Linked DNA regions of Bos taurus: region 1 is linked to region 2. The links are chromatin contacts, called in public Hi-C maps. All regions are on one chromosome and are shown on one strand. The core of a region is the stretch at or near the end of the contact, and the rest is flanking DNA. Distances in the headings are between cores, read along the strand shown. Region 1 holds the start of SCOC (short coiled-coil protein). Region 2 holds the start of MGAT4D (MGAT4 family member D).

Region 1 (6,715 bases), core at 1,415-3,914, 130 kb after region 2:
AACCTAGACAGCTATTAAAAGCAGAGACATTGCCAACAAAGGTTCGTCTAGTCAAAGCTATGGTTTTTCCAGTGGTCATGTATGGATGTGAGAGTTGGACTATAAACAAAGTGAAAAGTCAAAGTGAAGTCACTCAGTCGTGTCCGACTCTTTGCGACCCCGTGGACTGCAGCCTATCAGGCTCCTCCGTGCATGGGATTTTCCAGGCAAGAGTGCTGGAGTGGATTGCCATTTCCTTCTCCAGGGGATCTTCCCAACCCAGGAGTCGAACCTGGGTCTCCCACATTGCAGGCAGACGCTAAAGCTGAGCGCCAAAGAATTGATGCTTTTGAACTGTGGTGTTGAAGAAGACTCTTGAGAGTCCCTTGGACTGCAAGGAGATCCAACCAGTCCATCCTAAAGGAAATCAGTCCTGAATGTTCATTGGAAGGACTGATGCTGAAGCTGAAACTCCAATACTTGGCCACTTGATGTGAAGAACTGACTCATTTGAAAAGACCCTGATGTTGGGAAAGATTGAAGGCAGGAGGAGAAGGGGACGACAGAGGATGAGACAGTTGGATGGCATCACCGACTTGATGGACATGAGTTTGAGCAAGCTCTGGGAGCTGGGGATGGGACAGGGAGGCCTGACGTGCTGCAGTCCATGGGGTCACAAAGAGTCGGACGCGACTGAGCGACTGAACTGAACTGTATCGTCTCTGCCTTTTAGCTCTAATACAAGTCACAAAAAGAATTTTAGAAAAAAAATCTACAATCTAAATCTGATTTTCACAAATAAGCCAGGGCCAAGATGATAATGGCGTACCCACGATCATAGTAGTAGTTACACAGAGCCAAGGCTACATATAGTCAACGTCCCAGTCTAGTTTTTCCCACATCACCACTGGTATGCTCACATCTGAGACCTGAGCTTTTGAGACTTTTCTCTGATATCCACAACCACTCACTTTTCTACATCTAAAACTGATTGTCATCATCTATGATCCATTTATTAATGAACTAGTAAGACTACGAAATGGAGAAGGCAGTGGCAACCCACTCCAGTACTCTTGCCTGGAAAATCCCATGGACGGAGGAGCCTGGTGGGCTGCAGTCCATGGGGTCGCTAAGAGTCAGACACGACTGAGCGACTTCACTTTCACTTTTCACTTTCATGCATTGGAGAAGGAAATGGCAACCTACTCCAGTATTCTTGCCTGGAGAATCCCAGGGACGGGGGAGCCTAGTGGGCTGCCGTCTACGGGGTCGCACAAAGTCGAACACGACTGAAGTAACTTAGCAGCAGCAGCAGCAAGACTACTAAAAGTCACTGTGCTTTAATATACTAAATGTTTTACACATATTATTAGTTCATCAAATCAACAGGACATGGCAATTTATAAATGTGGACACAATCTCAGAAAGGCTACGTATTTTTCTTAGATTTTACAGCCAAAGTCTGTATCAAGAATTTGAACTCAGATCTAACTATAAAATCCCTGTATTACACAACAGAAGGCACTTTAACATGGCCTTAATCTAAATTTGCAAAACATTTTACAACCCTTAATGTCAAATTTTCTTGCTATTTCTGCTATCTAAAAACCTAAATGTAAGTTCCATACCCTTCAAGTTGCATCGACTATCAAAGTTTTTTCAGGTACCTTCAAATTCTGACTTGTTCTGGTTAAATAAATCCAATTTTAAATTCTTCAAAATTAAGGGATTGATTGCCCAAACAAGGATTTGCTCATAAACGGGATCCCCAGAGTGGCTAGCTATGCTGGCTTTAATCAATGAATGAGTACAGGCACAGAATATAGAAGCATAGCTTTATCTCAGGTACAGATTCAGCGTTGGAAACACAGCATCTGTCCTTAATATTATTACGTCATAGTACCAGAATCGATACATTAAACAACAAAACCCTGTCTTTCAGGGATGTCCCTTGTTTCTCCTCCAATCCTAACTCCCCTAGATGTGTCCATGAAGACCTTGAGAAAGATGGTCATTGAGAAACTAAACCGAGAGCTACTTTCAGAGCCTAACAAGATGCCGCCAATCCTGGTTTTACCGCTCTCTTGCCTCCCTCCCCGCCTGGGCGTCCTTTCCCCCCATCTCCGAGTTCTCAGCAGGTCCAGGCGAGCCAGGTCCCATCCCACCCGAACACTCCCTCCCACAGTCCCATTTCAGGGCTGGACAGAGTCCTTAGACTCCGGAGCGGCGGGGACAAGGCGACAGCAAGCCCGCGCGAAGGACCGCCGGCGACCCTCCACAAAGGAACCTCTGGGCCCAGTACTGAGAGGATGAGAAAGAGAGGTTGCGCAGGAGTTCTCCGGGGAGCCAGGCCTCAGCCGCCCATCAAATGCCTAGGCGCTCTTCCCCGGTCCCCGATGCGCCGGCCAGCGTCCAGCCCACCCCGCCCTCCAGGCCCTCAGCAGTATAGAGGCCGCAATTCCAGCCGCCGAAGCCGGGCCCTTCGAGGTCCACGACAACCCTCACCTGCCTTCTGAGGCGCCGGCAGGGGGAGGGCTCGGTAAGACGCCTCAGGCCTGAACACTTGGACCAACTGGCACCGGCAGCCCCACCCTTTCCGCCCACAGAGCGTGCGCCGAGCCAGGAGTCCCGCCCCTGCCTGCCCTGTTGCCAGCCAATCACCACTCAAGAAAACACGCCTGCGCATTAGCTTCCCGACGCCCCAATCGTCCTATCCCAAAGCCTCAGATCCACCTTTTGCCATAACAAAAGGACAGGACAGTGGTATCCAATCAGAGTTGAGATCGTTGTAGGCGGGTCCGGGAAGAGCAACAGCCAATGACAGTACATTAGCTAAGGTAAGCGTGTGAAAGCCTGTCCGATAGAGGTAGCTTCTCAAGTCTCAGCAGGTCCCTGAAAATGGGGTCAAGAAATCTGTGGTAAATTCTGACAGCTGTCAGGAATGAGGTCGGTAAAACTGAACTCTGCGCCAGAGAGAGAAATCCTTCAAATTTAAGACAAGGGCATGTCTGGACATAATAGCAGAGAAAGTACGGTGGTTTTCAATTCTAAAAGCAGACTTTGCCATATTTTTAATTTTCCAAATCTGAAAGCTCTTTAAGTGTAACTCTAATGGATAAGTCATCTTCGTATCTTCCCCCATTTAAAATCCATTAGTGCGCCCGACCACTTAATAATATTTTAGAATTGAGAAAATACCTTAATACTACTTTGGTATAGAGCACTTTTGCTCACTTTATAATATTTGATCCTCCCAGCAACCCACAGAAAGAAGCTTAAGAGTAAACTAATGTCCTGCTCAAGGTCATAGACAAAGTATGAAATGCTGTGTGCGAGCCTTTGGGATATAATGTTACCGACTTGATACCAATCACACATACCCAGCACCTGACACAAAGCAGCATCCTGTTTTGTCGTTATTGTTTTTCCAATTCAAATGTGTTTATTGTTTAATTTTTTATTTTTCTTAAGTTATGAATGAAAGTATGATAACACATTTACAGGATACTGGGAAAATACAGAACAAAGTAATATATAGTTCCACTATATATTGCAATGATTTTTTAAGTAGATGAATTAAAATTTTTGGTTGGAGTTTCAATATCAAACTCTCAAAAGTTAACAATGAATAGACAGAAAAATAGAAGGATATAGTAGGCCTGAGAAGCACTATGAACCAATTAAACATAATGATTTATACAATTTTCACACAACAGTAGGATACAAATTCTGTTTGAGTTCCCATAGACTAAAAACCATATCCTGCTTGTTTTTAACATTTGTTATTGTTTCGGCGTTGACACTTTCTCCTGAGTTGTAGAGGTGAGCCTTACATCTACTTGGTTTCTTAACTTTTTACTTCTAGCACAGTTTGCTGACCTTGAGCCTTATTTCCTTTAAGGAATATATTAAAAAAATTTTCCATTCAGTGTTGGAGAACTATACCTTCCACTGGAACTAAGATGGACACCATGAGGAAAATTTACTAGACTTCAGTGCAGGAACTAAGTAAATGGGAAATAAGAAAGGTTCAACGTAAGTCTAATAGTGTCAAAATGAGAGGCTAGAGAGGATGGGTGTGGGCAGCATTCAAAGAATAATAACTAAGAATTTTTCCGGGTTATGGAGTAGTTGAGTTAGATTCAAGAACACTTATTCTTGAGCAGGAATTCCATACCTGGATACATTATGGTGAAACTGCAGAACACCGAAGACTATGAGAACTATTAAAAGCAGATTTTTACCCCCCTAGATGAACAGGTTTGGGGGGTGTTTTTTCTTTTGGTTTTAAATAGGGTAAAACATACATAAAAGATTTACCATGTAAATAACTGTTTTAAAGTGTACAGTTCAGTAGTGCTAAGTATATTCTCATTGTGCAACCAATTCCCAGAACTTTGTTCATCTTTCAAAACTGAGACTCTGTGCCCATTAAACAACAACTCCCCACTTCACCTCTACTGCTAGCCCCTAGCATCACTCTTTCTGTCTCTATCAATTGACTATTTTAGGCACCTTATTTAAGTGGAATCATACAGTATTTGTCTTTTGTGACTAACCTATTTTGCTTAGCATAACATCCTCAAAGTTTATCCATGTTGTATTAGAATTTCTTCTTTAAGGTTGAATATTAGTTCACTGTATGTGTATACCACATTTTATCCATTCATCCTTCAGTGGACACTTGAGTTGTTTATAACTTTTAGCTATTATGAATGCTGCTTTGAATGCAATATATGCAAATATCTCTTTGATACTCTACTTTCAGTTCTCTTGAGTATATAACAAGTGGACTTGCTAGATCATATTGAAATTCTATTTTAAAAGCAACTTTTTAAAGTGCAGTATTAACACAAGGACAGACATAAAGAAAGTTAGAAAGGCAAGTGCCTGTAGCTGGAAGTTGGTATCCAATAAAGGTGTTTGGTAAGGAAGAAATGTTAGTGAAGTTGTGGGAAAAACTATTGTTTCCTCTTCTTCATAGTAAAATTGGCACAATAACTTTGTTAATATCCTATAGAAAAGACAGATTATGGTGGTTTTAGTTAAACTGGCTATTCATATAAAAATATGAGGTTAGATCCTGATTTCACACCACAAATAAAATTGAATTACAAATGAAATAAATATGCAGTGTGAAGTAAATATGTATTCTGAACTTTTAGGAAAAAACAGGTATCTTTATGACATCACTGTAAGGAGGAATTTGTTAAACCAGACAAAACAGTACCATTCGTTAGGAAAGATTTTAAATTTTGATTGTTTTATACACAGACAAGAAGACATTTTAAATAAAGTTAAAAACAAGCCACAGACTGAAAGAATAAAGTTCTGAAAATATAAAGAATCTCAACAAAGATAAAAAATATATTCAAATAACATAAACAGGCAACTCACAGAAGAGGAAAACTTAGTGGTCAGAAAGATTTTTTTTTTTAATGTTTACCTTCACTAGTACCAGGGAGATTGATATTAAAACAAGATAAAGGGATCAGTGGATCAGTTCATTAAAAAGATACAAATCCTAACAGCTACAAAATGGTACTGAAGGAAAAACGGATAGAACTGAAATAAGAAACTAGCCCACAACAGTAGTTGGAAAGTTCATGGCTTCACTCTCTGTAATTTGTAAAACAAATGTACAGAAAATCTATAAGGATACAGATCCAGGTCTGAAGCTTACCTTCACATTAGAGTCACGTGGAAATCTCCTAATGACTTCAAAGAGCAAGAGTTATCAAATGATACATCCCACCCTTATTAAAATTTTAGTCTTTAAGGTGGGATACTGGCATTAATACTTTTGGAATTTACAAAGGTGGTTTCAACAGAGTGGGATCTATTGATATAGAAGACCTGAATGAAAATTCTATCAATATATTTAACCTATTTGACATTTCTAGAACATTCCACCCAATAACTAGGACACATGTCTTCTTTTTAAGTGCACATGGAATATTCACCAAAATGGACCATAAAACAACCTCAACAAAGTTTAAATGATTAAAGTCATGACAAAATATTTTCTCTGCCCCCAAAGAAATTAAACTAGAAATCAATAACAAAAAGATATTTTTAAAAAACCCAAGTAATTGGAAATTAAACTACATGCTTCTAAACAAAATGTGAGTCACAAGAGAAGTCACAAGAGAAATTAGAAAATATTTTTAATTAAAATGTAAACATGTCAAATTTATGAGATGCAATGAAAGCAGTGCTTTGTGATATTTCCTTACCATTAAATGCTTATATGAGAAAACAAGGGAGGTCTCAAAATAAGAATCTAAGTGTTCACTTGAAAAAATTAGGAAAAGAAGGACAAATTAAACTCAAAACAAGCAGTTGGAAAGAATATAGAGTAAAAACTAATCATGTTGAAAAACTTTAAAACAGTAGGAAAAAACCAATGAAATCAAAAGATGGTTCTTTTAAAGGAACAGTAAAATTAAAAGCTCTAGGCAAATTTATCTAGGAAGAAAGAGAAGACACTATAAATTACAGATATCAAGAATAAAAGAGGGGGCATCATTATAGATTCTATAGACATTAAAAGGCTAATGAGAGACTATTAATAACAACCTATGCCAATAAGTTTGATAATTTAGATAAAATGGACAAATCCCTGAAAGAAAAAAAAATTAAAGCTCACTCAACAAGAACAGATGATGTGAATAGTTCTCTGTCCATATTTTAAAATTTATCTGTATTTTGAAGTGTCATTACCAGATTAATCTTC
Region 2 (7,324 bases), core at 4,337-6,836:
TTCACTTTCATCAAGAGGCTGTTTAATTCTTCTTCACTTTCAGCCATAAGGGTGATATCATCTGCATATCTGAGGTTATTGGTATTTCTCCAGGCAATCTTGATTCCAGCTTGTGCTTCCTCCAGCCCTGCATTTCGCATGATATACTCTGCACATAAGTTAAATAAGCAGAGTGACAATATACAGCCTTGACATACTCCTTTCCCGATATGGAACCAATCTATTGTTCCATGTCCAGTTCTAACTGTTGCTTCTTGACCTGCATATAGATTTCTTAGGAGGCAGGTCAGGTGGTCTCGTATTCCCATCTCTTTCAGAATTTTCCACAGTTTGTTGTGATCCACTTACAAATTGCCAACATCTGCTGGATCATGGAAAAAGCAAGAGAGTTCCAGAAAAACATCTATTTCTGCTTTATTGACTATGCCAAAGCCTTTGACTGTGTGGAGCACAATAAACTGTGGAAAATTCTGAAAGAGATGGGAATACCAGACCACCTGATCTGCCTCTTGAGAAATTTGTATGCAGGTCAGGAAGCAACAGTTAGAACTGGACATGGAACAACAGACTGGTTCCAAATAGGAAAAGGAGTTCGTCAAGGCTGTATATTGTCATCCTGTTTATTTAACTTTTATGCAGAGCACATCATGAGAAACGCTGGACTGGAAGAAACACAAACTGGAATCAAGATTGCTGGGAGAAATATCAATAACCTCAGGTGTGCAGATGACACCACCCTTATGGCAGAAAGTGAGGAGGAACTCAAAAGCCTCTTGATGAAAGTGAAAGTGGAGAGTGAAAAAGTTGGCTTAAAGCTCAACACTCAGAAAACGAAGATCATGGCATCCAGTCCCACCACTTCATGGGAAACAGATGGGGAAACAGTGGAAACAGTGTCAGGCTTTATTTTTCTGGGCTCCAAAATCACTGCAGATGGTGACTGCAGCCATGAAATTAAAAGACGCTTACTCCTTGGAAGGAAAGTTATGACCAACCTAGATGGCATATTCAAAAGCAGAGACATTATTTTGCCAACTAAGGTCCGTCTAGTCAAGGCTATGGTTCTTCCTGTGGTCACGTATGGATGTGAAAGTTGGACTGTGAAGAAGGCTGAGCGCCGAAAAATTGATGCTTTTGAACTGTGTGGTGTTGGAGAAGACTCTTGAGAGTCCCTTGGACTGCAAGGAGATCCAACCGGTCCATTCTGAAGGAGATCAGCCCTGGGATTTCTTTGGAAGGAATGATGTTGAAGCTGAAACTCCAGTACTTTGGCCACCTCATGTGAAGAGTTGACTCATTGGAAAAGACTCTGATGCTGGGAGGGATTGGGGGCAGGAGGAGAAGGGGACGACAAAGGATGAGATGGCTGGATGGCATCCCTGACTCTATAGACGTGAGTCTCAGTGAACTCCGGGAGTTGGTGATGGACAGGGAGGCCTGGCGTGCTGCGATTCATGGGGTCGCAAAGAGTCGGACACGACTGAGCAACTGATCTGATCTGATCTGATCTGATGTTACTCAAACAAGAATCTAGATGACCCACACTCTACCTATGCCACACCAACTAATCTATATACAGAGGAAAAAAACTGTGAACTACTATAGGGAAGTATAGCATGTGTTAGACTGAATAATCGGCCCCTATTTTTCATTCCCATGTAACTGAATTATATACCCACATGTCTAACATGGCTTTATGGTGAGCAGAATGTATTTCTCCATCCCTTCACTTGGGCTTGGCCATGTAACTTATTCTAGGCATGTTAATGACACATGACACGAGAAAACTTAAAATATATTTGTGTGGTTGGAGCTCCAACGATTTACTATGAATCAATGTGGATTCTTTTCAATCTGGATCCCAGAATGAGATAACTGGAACAGACCTGAACTTGGCACCAGCTTGAGGAAGAGCCTGTCTAGTCGGCCCACAGATATATGAATAAGAAATAACTAACTTTGGTATATGTCACTGAGATTTTATAAGTCTGTTACACAGAAGACTCTTAGAAGAGTCCCTTGGAATGCAAGCAGATCAAGGCAGTTAATCCTAAAGGAAATCAACCCTGAATACTCATTGGAAGGACTGATGCTGAAGTTCAAATACTTTGGCCACCTGATGCGAAGAGCCAACTCACTGGAAAATACTCTGATGCTGGGAAAGAGTGAAGACAAAATGAGAAGTGGGTGGCAGAGGATGATGGTTGGATAGCATCACTGACTTGATGGACATGAATTTGAGCAAACTGTGGAGATAGTGGAAGACTGAGGAGCCTGGTGTGCTACAGTCCATGAGGTCACAAAGAGCTGGACACAACTTAGAGACTAAACCACAGCAATACAGCAGTAGCTGACTAATCAATAGCATGAGTAATAAAAAGTGGCTTATTTTGGATCAAAAGGTTTTCTATTGAAAACCCAAATAACTATCCAAACCTATCCTAAGGACACAATCTATGAGAAGGCTTTCCCCCTAAACACTTTGCTTTCCCACAAGTTATCAAGTTTTGAGGTAAGATAAACAAGCAAAACCTCAAAACAGAACAAATTATTCAAATACTTCTTTGTGACAAGTATTGTACGCTCCCCCCCTCCTCACACACACAAAGAGAAAAAAGTGTTTTAAAAAATAGAATACTACTTCTTAAGTGGGAAAACTTCACACAATACTCTTTACAGCAAAGACTCTTCTAGTAGCACACTAAAAATAATTAACTCTAAAACTAAGACATTCTTTTAAAGAAAAAGTATCTCCAAGTTAATTTTCTAGAATTATTACCTTGATATGATCCTACCTTATTCTTGGAGTATGTCAAGGAATTTTCTGAAAAGAAGCAAAACAATATTATTACTTACTGTTTGTGAATTACTCTATAAACAAATATTATAAATACTGAGAAAATAACAAATTATTTTAATAGCTCTAGATGATACAATAATTTTTACATTTTTTTTCTTATCAAGAGGTACTTTGCTCTCTTCAGAGTAGTCAAAAGGGCAACTCTTAAGATCAAGCAAGAATTTAAGTCAGTCAGAAATTTGTGAAAAATCTTAGGAAGTAATTAAACTTCAGTTATCCAGATGCCCTGAGGTTCCCTCCCTGACCGTCTGCCATTCTTTGCCTGTTGTCTTGGCTACCAACACCCACTGCTCACATCTAACAGGGGTGGATTTCTTAGTTGAAGCGCACTTGTTCAACACAAAAGAGGTTTTGGTTAAGTCATGATTTTCCCATTTAACACCGTGAGCATGAAGTGCAGTGCATCCCTGGTCTGCCTTACTCTGGTCAAGGAGAAATGACCTCAGTCACACTTCTCACTCATCTGTGTTCTAATTTAAAGTAATATTTTCAATTTAGCATGGAAAGCTGATCAATTTTAGAAGGTTAAAGAGCAGCACTGTTCAACAGAAATATAATGCAAGCCCAAATGTGAACCATGTATGTTCACATTTAACATTTACATCTTAACATTTTCTAGTAGCCATATAAGAGTAACAGACACTAATAAAAGTAACATTAATATATTTTAACCCAAAGATCCAAAATATTATCACTTCAACATACAATGAATATAAACAATTATTAGTGAGACACCTTTACATTCTTTGTTCACACAGTCTTTGAAATCCAGCATGTATTTCATACCTCTGCACATCTCAATTCAAACCAATCACATTTCAAGTGTTCAACAGCCACATGTGGCTATTGGCTACACAGTATGACAGAGCAGATTTCCAGTCTAATGATCTTTCTCAGGGATTACCAGATTGTTCTTTCATGAACTGCATTGAGAAATTAAGACTGAAGGATGCTGAATGTAAAAATGGATCCCCTTTACTTAAGTGAAAATTTCAAAGGGGTGATAGCAGTAGAGAGATTTTTTTTTTTCTAGAAAGTAGGTTGCAAGTATAATCTAAAATTTACTGATGAATTAAATAATTGTTTCTTTTTCCATAAAATCAGTTTTAGAGTGAGAAGGATTCAAAGATCATGAAACAGATTAAGTGATTTGATCACGATATGCAAGAGCATCTGTCACGATCAGTACTGAGAAAAACAGAATCTTGTTCATTTTTAATCATTCTTTTTTGAAAAACATTACCTATCCTGTGCGTCCTTTGTGCACCTACATAGGTATCAAAAATTCGCTGCAATTCACATTTTCCAGTCATCTGTCGTAAGAGCCATTTCATCCAAAATCGAAAAAAGTGCCCATAGAAGAACTCCCACAAAGCAATAAACATTTTTTTTTCCCTGCAGAAGGAAATATATGACAGGTTTAATGACCCTAAATTGGATTTTTTTAAAGGGAAAAATTAGTTTATCCAACTCATTGAATCCCAAATTACATTGTTAATCCATCATGTCTGTTTTATAGTAGTGTTAGGCATCTAAGAAAACAATGGCAGGTGTAATATACGCCATTTATATTAATTAAATGATGCTGGTCAAAAGGTCTATTTACCTCTTCTAAACAACTGTAAAAATCAAACTATTTACCTAGATTCAAGCTCTCGGTTCACTATTTCTTATTCTTTGAGAATAGGGATCAACAGGCCAAGAACGAAAGAATCCCAGCTAAGCAACGATTAAATCAAATACAGTATACATGAGAATTGTTTGTATAAGGAACAACTCTTCTTAACCCCGTGGATAACCCAGTTACATGTGTCCCAGTCAGGTGATCCCAGCAAACAAAAACACTACATATAGCTTACAAATTGAAGTACAAAGTTGAACACGGAGTAGATCACACCCTGGCTAATTGCTGATTTTCCATTCAACAGGTGAAGGGCAGAAATACTAAAAAGAGTGATAAACTACACCCTCGATAAAACTTAATCTTTATGCCCTAAGAAAAAAAATCTTCGGTTCTTAACATGGAGCGGGGTGGGGGAAATGCAAGTCAGGAAGAGTTACTTAAAAACTAAAGAAAAAGCTCATCTCCGTCCTGGCTTAAATATTCCCACCGATACATAGTCTCCCGAGGGATTGTCAAATTCGAAATCCCCTCAAGTCAGCGCAGAATCTGTGCAATCAGAGACGGGCTGAACTGTGACTTTAAAAAGAATCCATCTGGTCCGCGCTCATCAGAACAAAAGAAGCCGAACTGCCAAGCAGAGGGAACGCCAGCCTCGAGGCGCCAGAGCTCCCCAGCCCTTGGGGTGTCGCTGCGCCGCCGAGCCCCCCTCCCGGAGTCTGGCCGAATCCAGCTCGCGCCCTTCCCGCGAGTGGGAGGGAACGGCTCGCACAAAGCCCCGCCGGCCCGGATGCCCAGTGGACTTTCCGCAGGGCGCCACGGGGCTCGCGCGCCTCCAGCGAAGCCGCACCCAAGCAGCACCGGGCGAGAGGAAAACAAACAGCAGCCACCTCAAGGGAGCGGAAGAACTAGGAGGAGCTGGAGCTGCCTCGGTTTCCCCAACTGCAAACTGCCGGCAACGGAAACGACGCTACTAGCCGTGCGCTCCCTGCAAGCACCGCGACCCGGAAGTCGGGGAGCGAGACGGTGGGAACGCCTTCCCCGGGACACTGCTCGTCCCCGGCCCGTCCCACCGGCTTCTCCGATTGGCCCGAAATCCACCAATCGCGACCTCTGAAAGAATGACGCGCCGAGGGGCCCCGTCGCGCGTGCTCGGAGGCTGGAGACGCCCGACAGTTGCCCTGACAACGGCTACCTCGCGGCGTGTCCCGCGTCAAAGATAGGTCTTTGTCGGAGGGGCTCTGAAGATTTCGCTCTCCTTCAACTTCAGGTCAGTTGCGCACTGGAGAAGCGATGTGCTTTGTGTGACTTTCATAGAGCCAAGGTTACAAAAGCACTTTCACCTACATTTAGTCTTAACTCTGTGAAGTAATTAGCACTTTATGGATGAGGAAACGGAATTTATGTTGAATGACTTGCCCATGGCCACTAGCAGGAAGATAAGGAGAGCCCTGTATGCTGAGTAAAGAAGTTTAGACCTTGTCCTTTCATAATATATATCTAATCGTCAATTAATAGGACATTTATCCCGTAACTGGTGTTTGTTTTTTCTTGAAAAAGTAATTTATGTACATGATTATTTTTTTTTAAACCCAACCTCAGACAATGTATTCATTAAGTCAAGTAATCTGTTGATTGGCTGTTATGCACCAGGCAGTGTTCCAAAAGGGAGTCATACACCAAATAAATGCAAATATTTAGTATGTCAGGTGGTACTAAAGTAAAAGGGTATTAGGGAAAGGAAGGAGTGTATTTACATACAGTATAGTCAGGGCAGTCTCCGTGTTACAGTGCCACTTGAGTAGTGATCTGAATGAAGTAAGACAGGGAGAGAATCTGGAGGAAGAGTATTCTAGACACTAGAATAGCAAATGCGAAGGGCTTTAATCAGGAGCATACTTTGTAAGTTGGAGGACTAGCAAAAGGACAGTATGGTTGGAGAAGAAAGACCAGGGGGAGAGTAAAATATAAGTACAAAGGACAACCTATATTGAAAAATGACTTTTACCCACCCATGCACAACTCCTGGCCCCTCAACCCCTTGCTCAAAAGCAACCAGTATTAGTTTTTTATACTTTCAGGGGTATTCTATGAAAATGTGTGTGTGTGTGTGTATACATATATATATATAGAGAGAGAGAGAGAGAGAGAGACAGGTATATATAATATTCCCTCCCTCCATCTCATTGTTAACACAGATTGAAGCAGCGGTACACACTCTTCCACACCTCAACCACATTTTTCAAAAAGGCGCTAATTGTAAAACAGTAGACATGTGAAGGGTGCGTAAGTCCTCATCCCTGACCCATAGAAGCAACCAACTTGGCAATGAAATCTGGACGTATACTATAATGATAAAACATAGACTCAGATCTTGAAAGGAACTTAAAGATCATCTCAATGAATATTTTTTTATTGTACATAAAAAATATTCAAAAGGCAAAGTTACACAGCCAGTCTGGCAAATTTAAGATCTAGAAACAAACTTCTATTTTAGGGGTCTAGTATTACATAATACCTTCATATAATAGAGAGTGAGATAATTCTGTAGTACAATTATGTAATTCTTTTACCTTTTCAAGGTGCTACACTGAGTGGGGGAGGGGCAAGAAAGGAACTGTTCTTATTGTCTCCATGCTGCCTGTTAGCCCATGTCTATCCAGGTTTTTCTCCGGGAGAGGAGAATGCTCACCCGTTTGGTCAGAACTCAGGAAGTTGATTGAACTGATTTATTGGAAGTAGGATCACTGTCCATTATGACGCCTTGTGCATATGATTTCCTTGTCTGCCACAAATTCATTTGCTTGTAAGAAGGCAATGGCAACCCACTCCAGTACTCTTGC

Evidence for each region. A called contact is a pair of places that touch in the nucleus more often than the background predicts.
Region 1: a Hi-C map of skeletal muscle shows a contact between it and region 2, with 5 times the contacts expected there. The contact joins the promoter of SCOC here to the promoter of MGAT4D in region 2. A contact is called at or near these places in 2 of 11 Hi-C or Micro-C datasets (liver and skeletal muscle).

The regions. Positions count from the first base shown.
Region 1 is chr17:17,333,702-17,340,416 of ARS-UCD2.0, forward strand. It overlaps SCOC (short coiled-coil protein), which reads right to left and starts at 2,665. Exons shown (of 4, transcript NM_001191427.1): 1 at 2,485-2,665. The coding sequence starts at 2,665. LOC107133280 (a long non-coding RNA gene) reads left to right here and starts at 2,738. Exons shown (of 6, transcript XR_003029988.2): 1 at 2,738-2,816.
Region 2 is chr17:17,198,457-17,205,780 of ARS-UCD2.0, forward strand. MGAT4D (MGAT4 family member D) reads left to right here and starts at 5,587. Exons shown (of 13, transcript XM_059876254.1): 1 at 5,587-5,751. ELMOD2 (ELMO domain containing 2) reads right to left here and starts at 5,461. Exons shown (of 9, transcript NM_001075705.1): 1 at 5,372-5,461; 2 at 4,104-4,255; 3 at 2,796-2,824. The coding sequence starts at 4,245.